2 separate regions of the Ovis aries genome follow, and region 2 is linked to region 1. A link is a contact called in public Hi-C data. All regions are on one chromosome and are shown on one strand. The core of a region is the stretch at or near the end of the contact, and the rest is flanking DNA. Distances in the headings are between cores, read along the strand shown.

Region 1 (7,137 bases), core at 1,415-3,914:
TTACTCACCTAAGCCTTTGGGAGATAAGGCTCAAGGAGGAGGAAAGGCTAACACCAAGAATGTAGCTTGTGCTCTGGGTCATGTCGGGTCCTAGGGAAATTGCAGTGAAACAGGTGAGTCTAATTTGACTCTCTCCTGTTGTAAATGGGTTGTCTTGGGAAGCTGGTTAGCAATTGTGTCTATGGGACTGAACATCTGTCCTCAGGCGTCAGGTCCCCATTCTAAGTGCCTGCCCTTACTGCCTGGAGGGCGGTGGGAGGAACCAGTCTAATACCTGGATATTCCAGGCCTCCTGCTCAGTGCAGGGGTGACATCTCCCCAGGGAAACCTCCTGTAGGAAGAGAGAGGAACCGCCAACTCTCACTTCCCAGGGTGCCCACCACCTGAATGTCCTCTTCCAGAGAGGGGAAGAAAACAGATGGGGAGGGCGCCTTAAAGGGGCTGCACCCTCCCCTCAGACACCAAAGGTCTTTACAGGGAAAGCCAGGTATGGGGCTGGACAGAGTACCCCAGAAAAGAAGAGGGCGCACAGCCTATACCACATCCCCTTCCAGGCACTGTGACAGGCACTCGGGTGCACTTCCCCACCTTCAAGGAAATGACATCATCACACCCATCTGATAGACTCTGAACACTGAGGCCTGGAGCCATTCACAGAGCTGGTGGTGAGCGGACCTGGAACTAGGAGCAAGTGTTCCAACGCCCAGGCTAGTGTCCTTCCAGCAGACACTGCTTCCGCCTTATGTGGGTGGAAAGTGGCCATTGCCTCTACCCAGTTCATGACTGTGCAGAAGGGGAGCACAAGGAACTCAAGACGCAGAGGCCAAAATCCCTCCCACCAGGGAAGAGCAGAAACACCAGTGTGCAAGGCCAGAGAGCTCTCAGCTCCTGCCCCCAGGCTCAAGTCCTGCCCTCCCGCATGGTCTTTGGGAAGGTCAGCACCCACATTCACTGCACCATAACATGGCCTTTCTCTCCTCCTGCCCAGCCAGGCCCAGGAGAGAAGACTGAAACAGCAGCGGCCCCGCATGACCCGTTCCTCCAAGAGCAGTATCAAAATGATCTCAGAACCATGGAACCCCACCCCCTCACCCTGACTCAGAGGCCAAAGGTTACTGAGGAAGCTCCAACCCTAAGGAGGGGAAAGACAAAAGAATCCAAGGAACGACCCTTTCCCCCCTCACAAAAAATATCTGACTCCAGGTGGGCCCTGCACCCTCTTCCATCCCATGGGCCCCCAACCCCTGGCCAGTCCAGATGGGAAAGAGGGAATGTGTGGACAGGGGGGCAGCTTTAGGAGGTGAATGAAAGGCATGATGAAGAAGGGGACAAAATCCTAGAGGCCTCTCCTCCAGACCGAGGAGGGAATGAGAGGGAAGATGGATTGCCTTAGGATCTTAGATTAAAAGAGGTCCGGATCCTACCCCAAACTGCAGGAAATACCCAGTTCCACTCTCCGCCCCCCTTCAAAAAGTATAATGGCAACCAGATGAACGAGTCCAGCATGATGGGGGTGGGGGGGGAGGAAGACGCCTAAGGGCCCCCAGGGGACAGTGAATTTCCAGAAGGCCACCTTCCCTTTCCCCCAACATCTCCCCCCTTTTCTTGGCTCCCCCTGAACTTAGCCAACCCCACCCTCCATTGGGGAAACCTGCTCTGAAAAGTTAGCTCTTTGTTCTACAGGGTGGACTCAGCCTCTGAACACAATTTCGGGAGATCTCAGTGAAGCAACCCCCCACCACCCTACTCCAGCAAGCGACCCCACCCGGGTCCGGCTGGGCGGACCAACGCTGGGAGTTGGCTTCTAATTTGAGGTGGGGGCTGGGAAGCTATGGAGGACTCAGGCTAGCCCATTAACCGCTGAACCACCAAGAGGGCTGCAGGTCGTCCGAAAAACGGGCTCTCTCAATGGGGCTCGGGTCCTTATCCGAAGGCCAGTTCACCAGACGCAACACTTGCCCGCTGACGGCCCCCACCCTCCAGTCTCCAAGCCAGGAAGCCGGGCCAGTAGCCGCCGGAGCGGACCGCTTAGCAGGGGCCCCAACCTCTGCCCCGCCCCCCCGCCGCCCCCTCCCCCAGCGCCCAGCGCTTCCGCCTACTTGGCGCTCGGCGAGGCGGGGAGAGGGAGCGGCCGTCTGCTCTCACTCTCCCGGCCCTAGGGGGCGGGACTGCACCCCTAACCTTCCCTCACTCCCCCCACCCCCACTCCGGGGCCCGGCTTCTCCACCCCCGGGCACCGAGCCCACTCCTCTCCAGTAGTGGCTGCCCGCCACGCGTGGACTCCTTTCCTCGCCCCAGATCTCCTGGTTTCCAGACTGGGGTCCGTCCCTCACGCCCCATGACACCACCCACCTTTCCTCCTCCCGGGATCGCGGTAACGGGGCGGCAGAGACCCAGCCCCGCTCTCCTCCTCCGATCTGGAGCTCGGGGATTGCAAAGACGCGTCTCCCAGTCCCGAGTCTCACCTTATCCAGACAGTTCACCTTCTCCGTGGGGTACACGATCTTGCTGCACCGAGCGCAGTTAGGATTCATGGCTCCGGGAAAGGCTGGGGCGAGGACGCCCGAGCTCGCGCGCGTTCTCTTTCCCCGGAGCGAGCTGGCGGGAGACGGCCGCGGCCTCAACTGCACAGGCGACAGCGACGGCTGCTTGAGCTAGGGAACTGGCCTCCGCCCCCGCCCTCCTTCCCCTAATAAACACAGCGGGGAGGAGGGGCTGTACCGGGGCGGGGACGCGCCGCGGGCGCGGGCAGGGGCGCGCGCGGCGAGGCGCGCTCTCCAGGCTACGTGGGACTGCGTGGGGGCGGGTTCCAGGGAGGACCGCGCGCCCAGCGGTACGCGCCTAGGTGAGCTCGCAAGCAGAAAGGGCCCTGGAATGCGCCCGGAGGCCAGGCGCTAACAGGCGACCTTGCCCAGGGCTCTTCCGCCGCTGGAGGCGGGGCGGGGGCGATCCGGTGGCACATCTGGGCACCTGGGCTGCAGGGCCGGCGAGCCCCTCGCAACCGCCCAGGGTGGGGTTCGAACCCACTCGAACACCCAACCAGATTCGTCAGGTTTGGGGATTTCCTTTGTACCCGTCGGTACCTGGCGAGAAATCCGCGGATCTACGGGAACCCTCCCTGCCCCGCCCCTAAGATGTTAGCCATGCCCTGCAACATCCTCTCCCACAATTTGTAAGGCGGAACCCGTCCCTCCCTGCAGGACTCAGTCCCTCGCAGACCGGGTTAATTCTTGCGTCCCCGCGCCTCTGCCGTGCAGCTTTCCAGTAGTTCCCCGAATCCAGCGAGCTTCTGCTTTGCGCTCGATCCCTTTTTCTCTTGCGTTTCTTTCTCCTTACCTACCCTTACTGTTCACCTTTAGCAGTGTCTTAACACCCAAAAGAGCCGCATCCAAGCCAAGGCGCGGCGTGGGGGTATAGCTCAGTGGTAGAGCATTTGACTGCAGATCAAGAGGTCCCTGGTTCAAATCCGGGTGCCCCCTCGGCGGTTTTTTCCTAATTTTTGTCTAGTATAATTATTTCCTTTTTGATTCATATTTTAACCTCGGGTCCTAGGTTAGAGAAATAGAGAAAAGCTATTTTAAAATTCCTTCCTCATTCTCCAACCTTAACGGAAGGCTTTCGGTTTGACTTCGTACTCAGCAGCAGGAGGGGGTGGGTACAGGAACAAATCATGTACAAAAACTTCAGGTCCCCACGACCCATGCGGGAGGTACCGGGATTTCTGCGGCAGCCGCAGTCGTGTAAGGCGGTTCCAGGCGCTGGTTCAGGAGGCAAGATTCCCCCAACTTGGTGTTTCATTTTGGGTAGGGGTGGGTCTGGAGAAGAAAACCCACAGACACAGATTTTCTCCAACTTCAACTTTCTTTATTACCGGTGACAAGCGCGTGCCCGAAGCACCTTTCCTTATTGCTCATAACACCAGCACAGTGAAAGCAGTTTGAGAATGTGGAAATGGTCAATGCCGACCCAAAATCTCATTTTAATTTACAAAAATAAAGTTATGTCCTGATATAAACTGATATAAACTTAATGTTCTCAAACTTGAGTGTGTGTCAGAATTAAATAGGGAGCTCCTTAAAACACTAACCCCCCCCCAACTACCAGTTTCTGATACTCTTGGCCTGGAGTGGGACCCCAAGAATTTGCATTCTTAAATTCCCAGGGGGTGTTGATGCTGCTAGACCACACTTTGAGAACCACTGAGCAAATAATACAACGCCATTAAGCTTCATAACCTAAAGATGGGGACAGATAACTGTCCACTGCATGACTGGCTGTTATCACTGTTGGGTCCAAGGAAAAAGATCAGAGAGCAAGACCGACCCTCTCGACTAGGTTTTGCCCAAAAAAAGGAAAAAGAAAGGATAGTGGGAGAGGCATGCTTCTTGAGTCAGGGGGAATTTGTGGTATTTTAAACTTGGAATTTGGTTGTGTCATCCCTCAGGGCCCCAGGGGAATACTACTTGAATATTTTTTTCCCCACGGCTCCCCTTACTGTCTGGAGAAGAAAGTGGCAATCCACTCCAGTATTCTTGCCTGGGAAATCCCAGAGGCTGAGGAGCAATGCTTGGGGTGGCAAACAGTGGGACCCGACTGAGCATGCATCACTGTGAGACAAGTCGTGAAGCTGGACGTGGTGATTAAGCAGAGCTGCTGTGCAGGTCAAAGCTCAGAGGTGAGAAATAGCTAATTTTTCACCCCATTCTTGGACACTAGGCCTCAAACTCCACCTGTAGGTTTATCAGGCCAAAACCCTGCCTTTGAGCTAATATAAAGAAGGTGAAAGCCGTCCACTTTTCATCTTAAATCTGTGCCGTGACTTCGCCACTACTATGAACTAGGCAAAATAATATTGCCCTGCCCAGGCATTCCATTTCTTCCCCTCCAAAGAAACTATGATTAACATTAAACCAGTAAGTCCTAAAGGATCTCAAACTGGAAAGGTATCAGCCTTCTTTCTACCTACCGAGGGTACAGATGAGTGGGCTTCTTGCCAGTGAGTCGCGGTGGAGTCATTCCTGTGTGACTCTTAGGGCATCTCTCTGGTTAAGAGTATTTTCTGAGAATCTCCAGAAAGTTTTGGATTCAGAACATACCTCTGACTTTGTGTTAACTTGTGACTGTGAAAAATGGAAAATCAGGGAAGGGGGCACCCGGATTTGAACCGGGGACCTCTTGATCTGCAGTCAAATGCTCTACCACTGAGCTATACCCCCTCTGCTGGCAGTGTTCTGGTAAATGCTTTTTACATCCATTCTAGACTTTTTTTTTCCCCTGAAAATTCTTTTCCCAAAATCAGTTCCTTCTTGCTACAAGATATTGAATAGTAATAACGAGGAACAACATTAAAAGACCTAGTAAAAACATGGAATTTTGAAAATATGTGAACTTTTGTCTTTTCTAAGTTCAATTCTTTATCCACAATCCCAGTCATCTCTTCACCCTAAGAAGTCAGAGAAGAGCTTCTTGCAAAACTGAGTAAGGCATCCTTTCTCCCAGTCTCTCTAAAAAGAATGCAAGCACCAGCTGAACAGACATGTCCACTGAGAGACTTTCCCTGCCTATGTTCTCTAGTGGTCCCCTTCTATTTTTAGGAAACAACTACTTTGTGCCCCATTGTAGGTACAGAGCATACTTTCAATAGAGAGGTACAAAGGTTCTCATTCTCACTGACTTTAAAATCAAATGGAGACAGAATAGAAACAAGTGCACAAATGAATAAATGAATAAGGAAAATGACTAAAATAAAAGACAAGATATGTGTTAGGGAGGTACGAGTGGGTATTTCAAGACGCATAGTTAGGGAAGAGTTTTCTTCATAGGTGATTTTGGAGTTGAGATGTAGATGACATGAAAGAGACAGCTATTTGCCCATCTGTTGGGAGTGGGAATTCCAGTTAAATTGGCTGCTGCTTTGGTCGTAGGGATGAAACTATAATTCTAAAAGGTGCATGCACCCCTACGTTCATAGCAGCACTATTCACAATAGCCAAGACATGGGAACAACCTAAATATCCATTGACTGGATAAAGAAGATGTGATACATATATACAATGGAATACTAAGCAGTCATAAAAAAAAGAATGAAATAATTCCCTTTGCAACACTGTGGCTGGACCTAGAGATTATCATACCAAGAAAGGTCAGAAAGAGAAAGACAAGTACCATATAATATTACTTATTTGTGGAATCTAAAATATGACACAAATGAATGTATCCAGGAAACAGAAACAGACTCACAGACATAGAGAACAGGCTCGCGGTTGCCATGGGGCTGGGGAGGGATGGCTTGTGAGTTTGGGATTAGCAGATGCAGACTATTACATAGAGAATGAATAAAGAATAAAGCCCTACTGTATAGCACAGGCAACTGTATTCAGTATCCTATAATAAACCATAATGGAAAACTGTAAAATATATGTATAAACATATATAGCTGAATCACTTTGCTGTATACCTGAAACTAACACAACATTGTAAATTAACTATGAGTTTTGTGCATGTTAGTCACTCAGTGGTGTCCGATTCTGAGACCCCACAGACTGTAGCCCACCAGGCTTCTCTGCCCATGGAATTTAATAAAAAATTTTTAAAAAAGAATGACTCTTCTTTTTTGACTTCACTATCTTGGTGCATGTGATTTCCTGAGATAAAGAACACTGAGAAAGCAGTAAATTTACCAAAAAAAAAAAAAAAATCCTCAAGAGTGTCTTTTCAAAACTCTGAAACGAAGGTAATAAAGTACAGCCCCCTAGCCTCGTAGACTTCACGTTCTCGTATAAGGTCAATATGCTAAGTCTGAGGTGCCCAACAGACATTTAAGAGAAGATTTTAAGTATGCAGCTGGAGATCCAGTTATTTCTGAAGTTCGGAAACATGTCTGGATTTGAAATGTGATGTGAAGAGCTGTCAGTATATAGCTGGTAGCTGGTGAAAAATCAATCCCAGAAGTGTGCTCGATTCGACTCATACCGGCTTGTGAGAACCAATTGTTAAATTTTGCAGAATTTTTAAAGCCAGTTGATTTCACTTGAAATTAGCAGATGGACGTTTTTACGCTATGAGAATTGGCAAATCCTACAAACCAGGTCCTGGGGAGCCAGTTATTAGCCTTTTATCAGCACAACCCTACTTCTG
Region 2 (6,924 bases), core at 4,297-6,796, 200 kb before region 1:
AAAGTTCTGATTTAAATCAGTGACTAGGTTATATGCAAATATATGCCACTTTATACAAGGAGCTTGAATGTCTGAGAATTTTGATATCTGCAGGGGTCCTGGAACCCTGGAACTCCATGGATACAGAGAAACAACTGTACTTTGTGCCAGGTACTGTTCTAGGCACCTGAGAAAAATTAGTGAACAAAACAGATAGAAATCCCTGCCCTCACAAAGCTTACTTTCCAGGAGGGGAGAAAGAGACACTGAACAATAAAAATAAGAAAAATGTACAGTAAGTTAAAAAGTGATATGTGCGAAGGGGAAACATCAATAGGAAAGGGAAGTTGGATGTATGTTGGGGAGAATGTTGTAATTTTAGATAATGTGTCCAGGGAGGGGCTGCTGAGAAGAGAGCTGCTAATTAAATATCTGAGGATGTGAAGGAGCTAGGTCATGGTCACACAGAAGGGGCCTTAAATCAGGCCTGGAGAATCCCCTGTCCTCTTCCCTCTCAAGTGGAGTCACAGTGGGTTAGGGGCTTGGATGCCTAGCTGAAGAAGGGGAGACTTTAGGCAGGCCAGCATAAGGAACCACGTATTTCTGGCCATGTCCTTCTAACTCCTGGGTCAAGAGGAGCCCCCCACCCCCGTCTCCATCCCATATTCAGTTCAATTCAATCAGCATTTCCTAAGTAACCCTCATGTGCCATGCTCTGTGCCAAGTGATACAGACATGACCGAGACCCCATTCTTGCTTGGAGTTGCTCACAGTCTAATGAAAGAACTTGCTTATGGAGCCTCTTCGCAGGCTTTTGAAGCCACCCTGGCACTGACCCAATGATGGAGTGGGTGGACAGGTGGCATTGGAGGCTTGCCCAAAGACATTGCTAAGGTGGGTCTCCAGGTCTCTTTGTCCAAGAAGCCCTCCCTGACTCCCAAACATCCAGAGGTCTCTGTACATCTCCTTTCTAAACGTTATCACAGTATGTAGTTATACAGTTATTTGTTTGACCATCTGTTTAATATCTGTCTCCTCTGCTAGACTGCAAGCCCTAGAGGGCATGTCTATTTTTTCACCAGTAACCCCTGGCATAATACCCATTGCACGGTTCATTTATGTTTGTTAACTGAATGCAAAACTAGATATAAATTTGGGCGTTCAAGCAGTCAGCTCCGGGCAGGGCTGGGGGTTGGGCATGCCATCAGCCTCATGGGATATGCTGATCCTTGCCCTGTTCTTTCCTTCCTCAGGCTGCCTGCCGGGCTGCAGTGGATGCAGTCTCAAGCCACTGCCAACTGATGTCCCAGCCTGAGGCCAACCAGAAACTTGGAGGGTTTTGCATGGACTATGTGGGTAGAAAACCCAAGTGACTATTATTTTTCTATGATGCTCTAGTGACCAGGGGTATCTATGGATGGTGAGATTGCCACTGTACACCCAACCCCCCCACTGAGGAGCTAGGTGAAGCACCCTGAGTTGCTGTAGACAGGACAGCAGAAAAAGCTGCCCTTCACTCCATGGAAGCAGGCATCCTTCTTAAAGACACCAGGAAAGCTGTTGGGGGATCAGGAAGTGGAGGCCCCTCCCTCAGTCCTCAGCCTCTCTGTAGGAAAAATGGAGGGCAGAGTAAGAGACCCCTGGAATTGTTCTTTATTTCCTAGACCTCTACCCCAACCCCTTAACCCCCACTCCAGCTTTCCGGCCCCTTAGCCATCTTTGTCCCATATACTTCGGTCAAAGGAGATTCCAGAAAGGTGAAGGGGCTGGCTCAGGGGAAGGAAAGGAAGAAAGGAAAGGAAGAAAGTAAAGTCGCTCAGTCGTGTCCATGGACTGTAGCCTACCAGGCTCCTCCCTCCACGGGATTCTCCAGGCAAGAGTACTGGAGTGGGTCGCCGTTTCCTTCTCCAGGGGATCTTCCTGACCCAGGGATCGAACCCGGGCCTTCCGCATTCCAGGCAGACACTTTAACCCCTGAACCACCAGGGAAGAAGGGCAGAGGCAAAACCTGAGAAGGGAGAGGGTGGAGGACCCGACCTTCCAGCCAGAGACAGTTCCTCACACTGCAGGGGGTTCCACTCCTTCCTCACCTTCCCGTTCCCTCTGAGATGCTGGGTCTGACCACAGCTTTTGAGCTTTAAGCTACCCCTTCACTCCCAGTGTCCTTCCAGTGTGAATCCCACTCCTCCCAACATCCCAGATTCCTACAGCATTTGTTTATCTTGTCTTTTTGTAGTGATTTTTCCCCCATACTGTAGTAGGAATTTTATGAAGGTATAATAAATGCCATTGAAAACTGCTCACCTTTTATTGCTGCCTGCTCCTTCGGCTGCACCTCAAAACTGACTCAGTTTCATACAAAGTTCTCCGGCAGGGGAAATCCACCTAGGAAATGGAAAGGGGCTGCCTCAAGGGTCTCTATGGGGACTGGCCCTTCGGTCCTGGGCTCTATAGCCCTCTGCCAGGTGACTAACACCAGGTTTGCCAGCACTCAGAACTCTAGGCTCTGCCTGGGCCTAGGGGAAGGAGGGGAGTAGGGGACTTTAGGGGTTGGAAAAGCCCAGGAGTCCTATCAAAGTAGAGCTGAAAACAGGATGGAAACCCAGGCTGCCTGTCCTGTACAGGGAGCAGTGCTATTACCCCCCAGAAAACCTGGGATGGTCCTGAGGTCAGTGGGTATGTTCTCTTCGAAAGTCAGGAAGTGCACAACCCTGTGAGAGTCTGGACACAGAAACAGTGGGCTCAAGATTTCTTAACCCGGTGGTTTCCATGAAGAGTGGTGAGGGGGAAGAACTTAGGAAGTCTAAATGTCTCCATTCAGATGCCGTCTTCCTTCCATTAGGTTAGCTACAAAGAAGAACACAATAGGTGAAAATTAATAATTCCCTTATTCCGTAGAAATTCACCCTAGCTGGCAAGAAACATTGGTACCACGGGGGTATAGCTCAGTGGTAGAGCATTTGACTGCAGATCAAGAGGTCCCCGGTTCAAATCCGGGTGCCCCCTCTAAGGTCTAGTTTGTTTTTCCTTCCCCGGCTTCTTAGTCCTGCAGTGCTCCTCCTGAAGTTCCCTTACAGGCTAAAGCGGAAGGGTCCTTCAACATTGCGGACCTCTTTTGCCGGCGATCAGGGTGGAGCCCCAGGTCCTGCCAAGCCACGCCCTCAGCCTCTTGGGGGCTTGTACAAAGGCCCGCGCTCTTGATGGTAGGGTGGAGGCGTGAGACCCCGCACGCAGATCTACGTGTCCCGGGATCTCAGCTGCCCGGGATCTCAGTCTGTTGGAAGACAGACTGAGTTTCTAAGGGCTGGGCTTGGGACAGGAAGGACTGGAGGTGTCTGTGAGCGTGTAGGAGAGAGATGGGCGCCAAGAGAATCGCTAGGGGCGCTCTGGCAAGGCAGGAAAGGCGGACCCAGGCCCAAAGGAAGGTCCAGGAAGTGAGAAATCTAGGGGAAGTGAGGGGCTTCTCCTCCCGCAGTCCCAAATTGCTTTTTCTTACATCATTAGAATTCTTTAGTTCAGAGTTTCAGGAAACAAACTCTGCATTCAGATAAGTAGTCTCTCGAGATTTATAGTCTCTCTGTCTCTTGAAAATACTGGATTCCACTTCCGTTTGTGGACGCAGTCACAGCGCCTGCGCTGGAGTAGCACTAAGAAGTCATCCGCAGGCAAAAAACCAGCAGAGGGGGTATAGCTCAGTGGTAGAGCATTTGACTGCAGATCAAGAGGTCCCCGGTTCAAATCCGGGTGCCCCCTTGTATACATTTTTAAGGATCCAAATTCAGATTTTCCCAGCCACCACTTTTCTTACAACTTCCTACTTCCACGATTTTGTGTTGACATTTATTTCACCACTTCTATTTTGGGCGAGATGAGGAACGGCGAAACAGCAAAACAAATTTAGAGCAGAGGTTCTCAAAATGTGTTACTGAGAACAGCACCACCAGCTGGGAATGTGTTAGAAATATGGATTCTCGGCCTCAGAACTATAGTACTTGGGGGTGGCTCCCAGAAATCTGTGTTTTATAAGCCCCTCCAGGTGATTCTGATGTACACTCAAGTTCTAGAAGCTTACATTAAAAAAAAAATTGACACGTCATTTGCTTCTAATTATTTCCAAGTTGCTGTTTCAGCCTGAGTCCTTTATTAAGAGACTTTTTAAAACAGACCGCGCGCGAGGCATCCCGGACAGGGGACTGTTCAAAAAGATCATTGCCGGAGCTGAAATTCCGTCCTGGGTCCTCTCACCTTGATCTCTCGGAAGGTAGGGGCAAGGAGATGTGAACCCGCCTGGCTGGAGTCGGAGATAGCGCGAAGCGCGTAGGCAGGTCTGGAAAATCGAGGAAAACCGCAAAACACACGCGTTGCGGCTCGTCACGTGGCCACTAGAGGGCAGCAAGAAGCCGCAGCTGGAAGCAGCAGCCTTTTTGATCCTGAGAGTTGGCAAAACAGCAATTTAAATGAGACAACAAGAACTTACAGACAGGCCTAGCCTTGTCCCATTGTAAGTGATTAGGGGACGTCGGGCTAAAGGAGGTCGGTTCTGGGACCCTGGGTCCTGAGGAAGAACGAACTGGGATTCTGAAAGATTAGTCTTTAGGGCCCCAGCCTGTATATATCAGGGCGTCCCTTTCACCCTCATTCTCCCTCCATCCAGCGCTGGATCTCCTTGCCTTCGCACGAATTAGGTCGAGGAGGGAAGAGGCACCTCCGGGTCCTGACCTGATTCCCTGCCATCTATTAAATCTCCTAAATTGAGGGTATTTTTATTCTGTTCTGGTAGGGTAAAAAAAAAAAAAAAAAGTTATCTATTCCCAGAGCCTGCTTATAAGGTGGTGGCAGTTGGGGTGAGACATTTCCTTGCTCTCCTCTGAAGATTGACTGAGTTGGGCCCTGTGGAGGTCTGGGGTCCCCAAAGAGGAGGGTGACCTCAGTTACTTTCTGGGGGTGGGAAGAAGTCCAGGTTATTTCAAAGTAGGGATGATTCAGGTCCCCTCCATCCCCATGTCTGCGGGGTGGGATAAAGTGGAGAGAAGCCATAAGAGGGCGTGGAATTCAGGCCTCTGCTGCAAGGGGAGACTCCTGGGGTGGGGATGGGCATCAGATCCCTACACAACTCTGTGCAACAGCCCAGAAAGTCGGGAAGCCTGGTGGAAATGGGTCGAGTGTGGATGGTAGGAGCGCAGGGTCTGAGGAAGGGGCGCCCACTGTCCCTTCCTGGGATCTGGCCCTTCGAGCCTTCTCTCCACCGCTTTCCCCCAGGGAGTGGAGGAGGGGAAAGCAGGCAGAAGCTAAGGTGCGGTGTAGGGGTAGCTGATGCTCTTCGGGGGTTCTCCCAGCCCGAGGGTTCCCCGCCCTGTCCCCTTCCTCCTCCCGCTACCCTCTCCCCCCGCCTGGGAAGCGGCCGCGGGAGCTCTCGGGGAGCGCTCGGGCAGGGCTGGGAGGGCTGGGGAAGACTCGGGGCGAGCTCCGGAGGCGCCGCGCCCCCCCCCCGCCCCGCCCCCTCCCCAGTCCCCGCTCCGGGAGGCCGCTCGGCTCGCTCGCCGCCCGCTGGCGCTCCGCCGCTCTCACTGCTTGCCTGCCCCGCGCTCCGCTGCCGCTCCGCCGCCCACCCCTCCGCCGGCCAGCCCGGGGGACCGCGCCGCCCGAGCCGGGCCGGGACAGCTGCGGGCCGGGGGCGGGTCCTGGCCTCCACCATGCGGGCTGAGCTCTGGCTCCTCGTGCTGGTGCTCAGGGAGGCTGCCCGGGCTCTGAGCCCCCAGCCCGGAGCAGGTAGGACTGGCCAGAGTTGGTGGGGGTGGGTCAGGGTCGTGGGTCGAGGGGGCAGGTGGGCGGGCGTGGGCATGGAAGGTACCGGCAGGCTGGCGATGTCAGAGGCGCCGGGGGTCGTGTCCGAGGGAGGCCAGGAGCGCTGTGGACGGTGGCAGGTGAACAAGGACCCCTACTTTCCTAAACACACAGGGTGTGTGAGTGAGGGTGGAAGGATCAGACCCCGATGCCCCGATTTCTCCTTCCCTCCTGGAAGGACACTGGAGGGACCCCAGCAGAGAGGGAATCCACAAGGCACTGGGCTCTGGCCCCAAAGAGGACGGTGGGAGAGTCACAGGGTCCCCTGGCCACACTGGGTGAGGCTGAATTCTGATGAGATGCGGAGTCTGGGATGTCTCTTGCTTCAGTTTTGTTTCCTTTTTCTCTCCGCTGCCCTCACTCCCAAGCTGACCCAGTCTGGGGGCTGAGTGGCAGTAGCCAGGAGGATGGAGGAGACCCACCATCTCTCCTCCAGCAAGGGCAGTGGGGAGCTTGACGGCCTCTCCTCTCTGGTACTTGAAGAGCAGCGCTGGGCCCAGAAAGAAGCAACTTGCTGCTTCCCCACCCCCAGCCTCTAGGGTCCTCCAGTCACTCTGGCTCTACTCTGCCCTGGCGGCCCTTGGCCTTTAGCTTTTCTGGCTCTAGATTAGGAGGGTGGGGTGTCCTACCTTCCCCACAGCAGTTCTCTGCAATCATTCTCCCACCTGGAAAGTCCTTTTGGAGATCTACCTTGAGTCTGTCCTGTTATAAAGGAGAACCATTTTTCAGCAAGTAATTTTGCATTCTCCTCTTTCTTCCTTCTGTATGCAGGCATTCTCTGGGGTTGGGGAGGTGGGTGATTGCAGTCAAGCCTCTGGACAGAACTGGGAAGATAGAGTTCCGTGCCTCACAGGCATAGATGTCCCCCAGGGTGGGATGGAGCAGGTGGAGGGTTTGTCCAGGGGGATGCTGTAGTTGGGCTGCTGTGTCTCAGAGGTCTGTGGGCATCAGGCACAGCATCAGGGATGGCATTCTTGACTTTAATGGTCCCTGAATATAGTTGAGACAGGCCTGGGTTTCTGTTGAGAAGGAGAGTGTGGGCAGAGGGCAGCGGAAGCCTAGGTGGCAAGAGGCTGCTGATGCAAAACCACCAGTTTTCAG

What was found. Hi-C and Micro-C count contacts between places; a contact is called where the count stands out from the background.
Region 2: a contact with region 1 is called in a Hi-C map of tail adipose tissue, with 2.3 times the contacts expected there. The contact joins the promoter of PLXDC1 here to the promoter of LASP1 in region 1. A contact is called at or near these places in 7 of 16 Hi-C or Micro-C datasets (blood, hypothalamus, mesenteric adipose tissue and 3 more).

What each region holds. Positions count from the first base shown.
Region 1 is chr11:39,203,922-39,211,058 of ARS-UI_Ramb_v3.0, reverse strand. It overlaps LASP1 (LIM and SH3 protein 1), which reads right to left and starts at 2,664. Exons shown (of 7, transcript XM_004012830.6): 1 at 2,466-2,664. The coding sequence starts at 2,534. TRNAC-GCA (transfer RNA cysteine (anticodon GCA)) reads left to right here and starts at 3,408; the gene lies at 3,408-3,479. TRNAC-GCA (transfer RNA cysteine (anticodon GCA)) reads right to left here and starts at 5,216; the gene lies at 5,145-5,216.
Region 2 is chr11:39,405,506-39,412,429 of ARS-UI_Ramb_v3.0, reverse strand. PLXDC1 (plexin domain containing 1) reads left to right here and starts at 5,546. Exons shown (of 14, transcript XM_004012833.4): 1 at 5,546-5,748. The coding sequence starts at 5,673. ARL5C (ADP ribosylation factor like GTPase 5C) reads left to right here. Exons shown (of 6, transcript NM_001162556.1): 6 at 1,233-1,281. The coding sequence ends at 1,281. It overlaps TRNAC-GCA (transfer RNA cysteine (anticodon GCA)), which reads left to right and starts at 3,661; the gene lies at 3,661-3,732. It overlaps TRNAC-GCA (transfer RNA cysteine (anticodon GCA)), which reads left to right and starts at 2,914; the gene lies at 2,914-2,985.